2 separate regions of the Zea mays genome follow, and region 1 is linked to region 2. Evidence: chromatin contacts called from public Hi-C data. All regions are on one chromosome and are shown on one strand. The core of a region is the stretch at or near the end of the contact, and the rest is flanking DNA. Distances in the headings are between cores, read along the strand shown.

Evidence for each region. A called contact is a pair of places that touch in the nucleus more often than the background predicts.
Region 1: a Hi-C map of ear shows a contact between it and region 2, with 2.3 times the contacts expected there. The contact joins the promoter of LOC100216757 here to the promoter of LOC100381687 in region 2. A contact is called at or near these places in 3 of 25 Hi-C or Micro-C datasets (bundle sheath, ear and endosperm).

What each region holds. Positions count from the first base shown.
Region 1 is chr9:18,129,171-18,134,358 of Zm-B73-REFERENCE-NAM-5.0, forward strand. LOC100216757 (putative serine/threonine protein phosphatase superfamily protein) reads left to right here and starts at 3,354. Exons shown (of 3, transcript NM_001143158.1): 1 at 3,354-3,670. The coding sequence starts at 3,493. LOC100193167 reads right to left here and starts at 723. Exons shown (of 7, transcript NM_001138322.1): 1 at 282-723; 2 at 122-187; 3 at 1. The coding sequence starts at 626.
Region 2 is chr9:17,619,563-17,624,887 of Zm-B73-REFERENCE-NAM-5.0, forward strand. LOC100381687 reads right to left here and starts at 3,262. Exons shown (of 6, transcript NM_001351851.1): 1 at 3,089-3,262; 2 at 2,509-2,849; 3 at 2,340-2,416; 4 at 2,144-2,204; 5 at 1,633-1,801; 6 at 75-548. The coding sequence starts at 3,140. The coding sequence ends at 370. LOC100193140 (proteasome subunit alpha type) reads left to right here and starts at 4,119. Exons shown (of 1, transcript NM_001138298.2): 1 at 4,119-5,183. The coding sequence starts at 4,240. The coding sequence ends at 4,992.

The DNA.
Region 1 (5,188 bases), core at 2,104-4,603, 510 kb after region 2:
TCTGCACTCCCAAAAACCATCACAGCAGAAACACATTACGGTCAAGTCCAGGACTAACAACTGAACAACCTTTGCAAGCGAACGAGAGAGTGAGAAAGAGCTCTTGTCAGTTTCCACTCACCTTGTTGGAGTTGGGTATCAGGCTCTGCAGCGCTTTCATCTTCTCGTTGATCTTGCTCCTCCTCCTCTGCGCCAAAAAAACATAAAAACCCAAACAACGATCTTTACTCTTCAGCGCGGGGAGAAAGAACTCGGATTTCAAGAAATGACAACGGCACCACCTTCTCGGAGAGGTTGTGCACCTCGGCAGCGCGGCTCCGCTTGCCGCCGCCGCCGCCGGACCCCCCGCGCGTCCGCTCCGGCGGTGGCTCGGGCTCCGACCCGCCCGCGTCGCTGTCCCCGAGCCCGCCGGCGTCCTCCCCGTAGTCCACCTGCTGGCCGTGGCCCAGCGCTGCCGGGAACGCCGCCACCCCGCCGAACATCTGGCGCCGCACCTCATCCTCCTCCTCCAGCTGCCGCCGTTGCTGTTGAAGCTGCTGGTGCTGCAAGAGCGCCATCGCCTCCCGCCCGTGCCCCTGCACGGCCCCGCGGCCCCCGCCGAGACCACCGAGCCCCTGCTCGTTCATCTCGTCCGCGCCTCACCACACAGCCTCGCGGGAGGCGAGAGAGCTCCGGGCTCCGATGGGACTCGGGAGAGAAGGCGAAGGGGGGGACTAGGAGGCGAGGTGGGTTTGGGGTGGAGGCGCGGCCGCTCCCTTCTTTTTAGTGTTTGCGCCCATGCCGTGCTGCTGCGGCCTGCGGTGCTGCCGCTGAGCGGAGCCGAGCTAGGTGGGTGGCCGGTTGCTTGCCCGCGGCCGCGCACTCGCCCGCTTTGGGCTTGTTTTTTCCTGGACTTTTTACGGGGTTTTGGCGGTTTCCCCCGGGCGCGGCTGTGCTGCAGCGGACGGATTCCGCCCCGGCTCCTCGGTGTCAGCTAGCCAGCCAGCGCCTTGCGGTTCGTGCAGAGCGGGTGTGCATTTATGTTGCCTTTCAGTTGTGTGTGGGTTTGGGTTTCTCAGTTCAACGATCGGCGCTGCGGGTTTGGCCCCGTTTGTTTTAGTTTTTCTCTTTTCTGAGCCTGTCTTCACTGATTACCAAATATTTAGCTTTTCAGCTAGTTTTATATAAAATAAAAGTCATCCAAAATCTGAAATATGTAATCAGTCGAGTCCTCGCGATATTAGAAATCCGCCAGTTTCTATATCATAAAACCTATGGATCTTTTATCTTCAGCCGCATATAATCCCTACAATACTTAAATTCTTCTAACAACCAGATTTTTTAAAAAACTAATTGAAAAAATCTGAAATGAACAGGTGTGTGCGCTTGCCAATGGCAACACGACGGATTCGAGTCCAAACCTAAAACTCGAACGGAAATCCAAAACCACCCTAAATACTAAATTAGGTGATAATTCAAATTCAGAACAAAATTTGACGAGTCCTCAAAACCTAAATACTACCTTTGTTCGTAAATATATGTCGTTTAACGTTTGACTTTTTTAGTCTCGACTTTGACCACTTGTCTTGATTTTTAAAAAATCCAAAATAATTTATAGCTACATTTAAGGCTTATTATATACTAAACCAAGATGCAGTGAAAATCAATAAAATTTCTAGACTTTTTTAATAACACAATTGGTCAAAATTAAGACAAAAAAGTCAAATGTCATAGTAGTTATTTAAAACCTAAGATCCATCGCTGCGTGGCAATACCGGAAAACAATACAAACATTCTACGAGCACATATATGATATATATTCCATACTCACATATACACATAAAAGATACTCACATATACACATAAAAGGTGAAAAAAAAACATCAAGCAAATTCATGACTTAACTATTTCGAACCTTCACCGGACATCGGGACATCAATGGGTAAAAATTGTAAACCAAAATTGAAACCGATAAGTTTCTAATCCCAAACCCAAAAAACATTGGAGAAAAATCGAATCTAACCTGAACACGCTAAACCCAAAATCTACGGAGCTGCGATCTCACACTGTTATGTGGTGTTGATTTAGTTACGAGCGTGTTCTACTTTACTCACTCCGTCTCAAATTAAATTTATTTTACCTTATTATTGAAGTCATACAATAATTAATATATATGTTATATATATGTTATTTGCAATCGTCTATATGAATATGGACATGAAAATCTATAGCTAAAACAACGAAGATACTATAATATATAGTGCATCGTATTAAAAAAACTTCCTTTTATTATTAAAGATGTGTTTAGGATTCACGCTCTTATGATATAGAATTATTAAAGAACAAACTTTTTTCAATCTTACCAACCAAACATTTAGATGGAGATTGAATTTCGGAAACTCTTCAAAGTGCTCTTAGCGACTCTAAAAGACCCTCTATATTCTTTTTAATTAATGTGAATAGAGATATTTGTAAAAGCATACAATTTAACATCTTATTTAAATGATTGTCTAAATATAGACATCTTCTATTTTTGGTTTATCGCTAGTCAAAAATAGAAAACGAAAATGACTCTATAGTGCAAACAGTATATAGAAAAGTGGTTGAAGACTGAAAAGATATATAAAGTGGGTTTATACAAACGACTCTCAAACGATAACTTAAAGGATGAAATTTAGAAAGACCCCTAGTTTTGTTTTAGCCTTTTCAGGTTTTGGCCACCATAAAATAATGCAGACTGCCAAATGTCTAATTTTTTAGTCAGTTTTTATGAGAATCACTTTAACAGAAAACTGTTCAAAATCAACGTGAACATAGAATAGACCGAGTCGTTGAGATAGTAGAAAACCATCAATTCCACATCTTAAACTATATGAACTCTTTTATATTTCTCTATATATAATCTTCACGATGCTCTGCCATCGGATTCTTCCTAACCAGATTCTCATAAAAATTTATTTAAAAAAGCTGAACTAAACAGACCCAACATGGGTGCGGATACGTCCACGTGAAGAAATACGATGATTATGATCAATGGTAAAATTATACCTTTATTATTATACTTTTGAAAAAAAAAGGAGCAAACACGTGAACTTCCAACAGCTTTGATGCATCATCCATGGAGCGGGCTGACGTCGACCCCCAAAACCAGCTCGACTGTAGTGCGGCGCCGCCTCTAATTTTCAACTAGAGCAGGCTGACGTCGGCCCAGCCCAAACCCAACTCGACCGAAGTATCCAAGCGCTACGCTAGTCCAAATTAAACGCAACAATCCCATAAACCACCGACTTCCAGGAGTACTTCCAGCGACCCAGCACCCCACCACAAAGGCACAAATCCACAATCCCCTCTTCGGTACCTTTCTCCGAGTCGTCTTCCCGTTGATCGGCAAAGAGACTTTAGGGTTTTAGCGGCTTCTATTTCTGAGCGAGGGTTTATCCGCCAGGGGCGGCGCGACGCGGCGGCAGTTGAGCTGGGATTTCCTTCCCATCCCGTTCCCTTCCAGGCGAGGCGATGGACGAGGCGGCGGTCGACGACCTCATCCGGCGGCTCCTCGAGGCCCGCGGCGGGCGCACCCCGCGCAACGCGCAGGTGACCGACGCTGAGATCCGGCGCCTCTGCGCCGCCGCCAAGGATGTGTTCCTCTCCCAGCCCAACCTCCTGGAGCTCGAGGCCCCCATCAAGATATGCGGTAAGAGCGCCATCCCGACAACCATGATACGTGACTAAGCATGTGCTAACCTGTTGGGGGCCTCGTCTTTTTCGTCTGTTCCGCGCAAACTTTTTTGACAGACGCAGCCGTATCGGGTTGTGCTTCTCTCGTGGCTTTTGTTATTGGGATGGCCTCGCCAAGATTAGTTGTTACTAGTAAATGATGAACGCCCTGCGCGCAATATCAAATACACGTTTGTGACCATAAATAGAAGCATGTTCTTTTTCGAGTATGCTGGTAATATAACTCTTGCAGAACTGTAGTAACAGTCAAAAAATAAGATCATAGAAAATTATGTTAACAGTGTTTGTAAACATTTATACATCTTAGGGTCAGGGTTTGGGACCGGAAAATGGGGATGCCGGTTGGGGTTTCTTTCTCCTCTTCTACTTGTTTTAATTGGGTAGGAACACAAATCCAATACTTGAGAAGGGCTTTACTCGGATTTGTCCCAAAATCGAAGGGAAATTAGCATCTAGGGTTAGGATCCGAGCCCAAAACCTTAGCTCTGGTACCACTGTTAGATTTTTACGACCTTAGTTTGTAACCCTAGCCACTAAAAACTGTACAATATAAGAGTATAGCTTTGGGATTGGGGTTAGATGCCATCAGGGTAGCAGTTCGAAGATCGGAGTCGATGACCAGACCTTCCCGTCACTACCTGCGTAGAGATTAGATCGGATCATGGTGTGTGTATGGCGAGAGGGGTACGACAAACGTTGGTTCACGTGCTTTTTGTGGTTGCCAAGTAAAAGTGAGGTAGTGATTTAGCGAAGAAAATAAGGGCATGTTTGGTTCGTTACCCCAATTGCCACACTTTGCCTAACTTTTCTGCCTAAGGTTAGTTATTCAATTCGAACGACTAACCTTAGGCAAAGTGGGGCACAGTTAGCCACAAACCAAACAAGCCCTAAATATCAGGGAGATTATGACTTGGAAGAAAAAATGTGGTGTTGTGAACACATAGTTTGTCTACCTTTATAGGTCACATATAGGAACTATCCCTTGACTTTGATATTGTGTACATTTATAATTTCTGCAGTGTAGCATCATGCATTTCAGGATTGATAAAAATGGCTTACCTTGCCAACCCAACAAGTATTCATAATGTTGCCTCAAGATGAAATTGTTTGAGTGCTATGCTATTTACCCACTATACTAGACAGAAATATGTCAAAACTCAATCAGAGGGTCATCACCCCTAGTCAGTAATCATGGTGCATGTTTAATATTTGCCAGCCAACCAACAACAACAACAAAGCCTTTTGGTCTTAAGGAAATTGGGGCAGTCTAGAACCACAAATCAGAGGTTAGACACATGGATAGATGTTTTCCATGCGCTCTTATCATTGTTTTCAGATCGTCTGATCGATGCCACTGCGCGATCAGACGATTAGTCACGAGTAGGCGACGATCAGTGCGATTAGTCGCCCCTGATCAACTCTAATCGTCCCCCCTGGTCGCCCTGTGTATTTCCAGGACATATATAACACTATC
Region 2 (5,325 bases), core at 2,012-4,511:
TGCTAAAATCCCTTATTCAAAATTAAATAAGCAGGGGATTTTAGCCCCTTATTTTTTTTCCTCCCAAATATGTTGCGGCCAACAGATCTCATCATACAGAAGCAGCGCGTCTCCAAAACCAAAACTCCAAAATTCGAATTTGCTTACAAGTTTGGTTCACTGAAGCCCAAAAAAAAAAAAACTTCGGAGACAAGTATGTTTACAGCCGAAGTAGCTTATGAAACTGCCGATGGGTGACCAACTCAGTGAATTCCTAGCTAAAATCAAGCGTAACACATTTTCCAATGTTGGAACAAATTCTCACAGCACCCCGAACCAACCAGGCAGTTTGTCGTTGGAACTAATCAAGTGTAACAGCACAGGGAGGATCTAATCATCATAATCCAAGCCATCTTCGTCGTCTAGCTCGGAACTATCAACCCCACCCATCAGCGAAAGGAACACAAGAACTGCAACGAGTTGTGTGGCCAGGAAATACTTTGCTCTTCGCCTGAATTTCTTTTCCTCCTCCGTCCGTTCCTTCTTGGCTCTGGGTTTTGGCTTATAACCTACAGAGCACATCATTATAAGAACATAAAGCAACAACTAGATGTCTGAAAACTGTTGCAAGAATAAGCAAAACATGACCACCGAGACAACAGGTAAAAGAGACAGTGAAGTTCAAGAACCTGTTAAACCATCTTTATCAATTTTATTTTCTTATTAATCCATTTTACTTCTTTAAAAAAAAGTACCGTAGCCCCCTTAGACTGGCCAAATCATACCAAACAATAAACAAATCATATAAAATCATTTTTTGCGAGAAAACCCCGCATGATTATTCTGTCTAGGAGCACCATATGCTATCTATGCATATATTGATTTTCCACTCTATCCTAATTAAATCAGTGTTTGACACAGTTTCTTCCATGACAGCATTGTGATGCAATGAAAGGAAGCAACATACAGCTTGAGCTATCACTGATCCAGGATTACATAAAGGATCCGTCCACTAAAAACATTATTAGCACAGTTACCACCTCACTTTGTAATGAAATGCAGTTTTATGTCCTAGACTCGTGGTTACTACAAGGAAGGTTGTCTTTCATGTTTACGTCCTAGACTCTTAGTTACTACAAGGGTAAGTCAATCATGCACAAATGTGAAAGAGTTAACTTCAGAAAACTAGAGTTATATATGCACCTAACTATCAAGGAACTACAGCTTTTGAGACCAGTTTCACAGAAGTTGTAGTTCCTTGACATTTACCTGCAAATAATTACAGTTTTGTGAAACAGTTAATGATCGCCAACGAGTAAACTGCAGACTGCAGAATTGCAGGTTGAATTGAGTAAATAGTCCATTAAATGAATATGATGGTGAATTGGTGATTGGCAATAGCACATACATAACAAATAACTAACACAAGCTGATCACAGACTCTTCATTTAACATGACATTTTGAGTAATGCATCCTTGTATTAAATTTGTTGAACAGGATAAATCATATTTATAAGCTGGAAGGTCTGCCAGGTAGAGAAAAATGACATCATTCAAATGTTCCTGACAACAGTTTATCCAACCAAGTATAGATGCTACAACTAGCAAATTCTGAATTTTGAGTAGCAGGGTAATGCGGACTGTTTTGCTTACTGTGGTCAGCAGATGGTCTTCTCCTGGGGGTGGATGATGACGGGCTAGGTGATGATCCTAACCCTGACGATGACGATGATGAGGTTTCCAGCAACTGGACCTTGTGATGCTCAGCAAAGCTAACCAAGTTGTCATGCTTCTGCAATGTGCCCCTCAGCACAGATGTATCCTAAGGCAGGAGTAAGATCAGTACATGCCCTGAAACTAACTATATACAAATAATTTGAGGATGCTTTGGATCATTTGCTTGACAGATTTAGGGTTAGGGCTAGGAAACTCTTAATTAATAGCATAGAAAAACTCAATCCCAATACTACTAACATAAGAAGCATTATAAAGATGTGAACCTGCACTATAATCAATTTTGTATGCTACTTGATAGTTACTACTAACAGGAAACGGCGCTTTCATGAGAATGTGCAAGTGCAATCAGGCATCTGTGCTTCAATCATTTTTCAATGCAACTAAATCCCCATTCAGGTTACACAACTAACTATAGAGGGAAACTTACAGGCAACGCACTGAGGACAAAAAGAGCATGTCCAAGGAAAAGAGCATCAACATCTGTAGGGCTTCATAAATAGAAATTAAGAAATATCAGTGCTCCAAATTTGGCGTAGCAGAACAAAAATATAAGTGTCAGCAAGCATAAAAACCTAACACAAAGTACAGAGAAATATGCTGGATACAAGTTAATTGAAGTGTACCTATTATCAAATAGAAAGACTTGATCCCCTAATCTGAAAGACAATGAGTCATAAGCAGCACTTGCCTTCAGGTATATCTGTTTAAATAGAAAATTGCATTACAAGCTACTAATGTGTCAACCAAAAAACAAAAAAAGGCTAGGACAATAATAGGTAGGGAGTAGCAAACCTCCTCTTCTTTTTCTGCAGCATTGAGCTTTGTTATACCAAGTAGCTGCTTCACATGTCTAGTTTTATTCCAATGGAGTATCTTTCCAATGGGCCAAGGGAGATCAGAGAAGTAGATATCATTTGCAATGCTTCCAGCACTAACCACCCAGAGTTCATACAGCAAAGCATTAGCAAGCCAGGACGAAACCATGGCCTTTGTATCTAGCACAGTGGTGGATGAAATATTTGGGTGATTTGAGTTCAAGTCAGCAATTTTCTCATCCTTGAGATACTCAATTACGCCTCCTTTCTCGTTGTTGAAAGCCACGCAATCCCCAAATTCAACATATGGTATGTGATCTGTGCAACAACAAAAAAAACCGGTGTGAGAGCAAAGCAACCTTCTCCCTTCTCGCTCTAGCTCAACCCACATATAGGTCCCAGCACATCAATGCAGCGACCTTGCCACATATATCTAGCAGTTTTGTACTTTTGATCATCTACCCGGACAAGCGGAGACGCCAGCAGCAAAGAGCATAGCGGATCTAAGTAGATACAGGATAATATGATAAGACTACGCATGAGCGCGGGGAGCTCACCGGCATCGGGGAAGGAGGTGTCGACGTGGATGTCGAAGGGAACCTGCGCCATGCGGAGGTAGAGGAGCACGGGGAGGCAGGTTGGGCAGGCCGTAGGTAGCCCGAAGCAGGGCTTGCGCGCCACCAGCACCTTCCGCGCCGCCGCCTCCCACTCCACGGCCGCCGCCGATGCCATCGCCGAGGTGAGCTGGGTGGGGGTTTGCCTTGCGCAAAGGGGTTCTTTTCTATTCATATGGAGAGCGTAAAGGGTTTCTCGTGCTCCCTAAAAACTCAGGTGGGCTGAAAACCAGACCCGGCCCATCTAACATTGCACGCTTCCCCGTCCTCTATGCCGTGATTTTAGCACTTTTGAGTCGACTTCGTTCTTTTCGTGTTGAGTTTGGCCACGAGTTAGAAATCATGCCCTAAACCTAATCTGATCCACCGACGAATTAGATTAAATCAGAATTATTTTTTTAATGATTATTAGATCAGCTGATTCACAAATATATTTACAACAAGTAAAAACCACTTGATCCGTGCCTATTTGCTAGTGTTTGAGTTCAATGGACACAGCCCCAATGAACCCATATCGAATGGTGGCCTCCCCTAATCCGTGTCGAGCAGGTTACGCCAATGGAATCCTGACCTGTAATCATGTAATACTGTTTCATTTTGAGGTGACAAACATGGACTTACGCATACGAACAAATTTTTAGACCGTGTCTAGTAGAATGTGAAAATAAAGGGACATAATAAAATTGTAAATGACATTATTTAACGAGAAAAGTTTGAAAATAGACGATAAGACATGGATGTTAGAGATAGAGTCTGTTTAGTTCGTGACTACCTGTGTCACACTTTATCTAAAATTAGTCGTTAAAATTGAAAAACTAACATTAGCCAAAAAAAAATTAGGTAAATTGTAAGTCTTAGCCCGGCTGGAAACCACGAGAGATCCAACGGCCACAAAGCAAAAGCGGAGGGACCGACGGTTCGGATGGGCTAAACGCAGCGAGTCCGTCCCCTTTCTTCTCTCACAAGTAGATCTCGCGGTGTTAATCCTCCCGAGTCGCCTCCCCCTCAATTTCCACAAACGCAAGCCCCAATCTCGCCGTCACCACCCCCAATCCAGCAAACGCAAACCCCATCTCGCCGCCGCCGCCGCCGCGATGTCTCGCCGCTATGACAGCCGCACGACGATCTTCTCGCCGGAGGGGCGTCTCTACCAGGTGGAGTACGCGATGGAGGCGATCGGCAACGCCGGGTCAGCCCTCGGGATCCTAGCGGCCGACGGCGTGGTCCTCGTCGGCGAGAAGAAGGTGACCTCCAAGCTCCTCCAGACCTCGCGCTCCGCCGAGAAGATGTACAAGATCGACTCCCACCTGGCGTGCGCCGTGGCCGGGATCATGTCCGACGCCAACATCCTCATCAACACCGCCCGCCTCCACGCCCAACGCTACGCGCTCTCCTACCAGGAACCCATCCCCGTCGAGCAGCTCGTCCAGTCCCTCTGCGACACCAAGCAGGGATACACCCAGTTCGGAGGCCTCCGCCCCTTCGGGGTCTCCTTCCTATTCGCCGGGTGGGACAAGCACCACGGCTTCCAGCTCTACATGAGCGACCCATCCGGGAACTACGGCGGGTGGAAGGCCGCCGCTGTTGGGGCCAACAGCCAGGCCGCGCAGTCCATGCTCAAGCAGGACTACAAGGACGGCTTGACCCGCGAGGAGGCCGTCGCCCTCGCGCTTAAGGTCCTCAGCAAGACCATGGACTCCACCAGCCTGACTGCCGAGAAGCTGGAGCTGGCCGAGGTGTTTCTGCAGCCGGGCTCCGGGGAGGTACAGTACCAGGTGTGCTCTCCTGAAGCGCTGGGGAAGCTGCTTGCAAAGTCCGGCCTGACACAGCCAACACCCGAGGCATAATGCTCTGTTTTGCTGTGGCTTGTGATGCCTACTACTGCTCTTAGAGATGGTTTAAGCATTTGTGCTTCAGTTGTGTGAACTTGAATATTCGACGATTATGTGGTCTAATTTTATGTTGAGCATCCTAGATACGTTAATGTTTCATCTGTAACTGTGGATTGCCTTGAACTGGTTGCAAATTGTTGATTTCTATCTGCTCTGCTTGATTATTGTCGTGATTAGGGAGCATGTGGGATAATGGAACAGGCAAAATTAGGTTTGGATCTAACGCATCTGGATGATACCGACTGTATTTAGTGACCATGGCAAAATTTTGAACTGCTTATGTGTTCT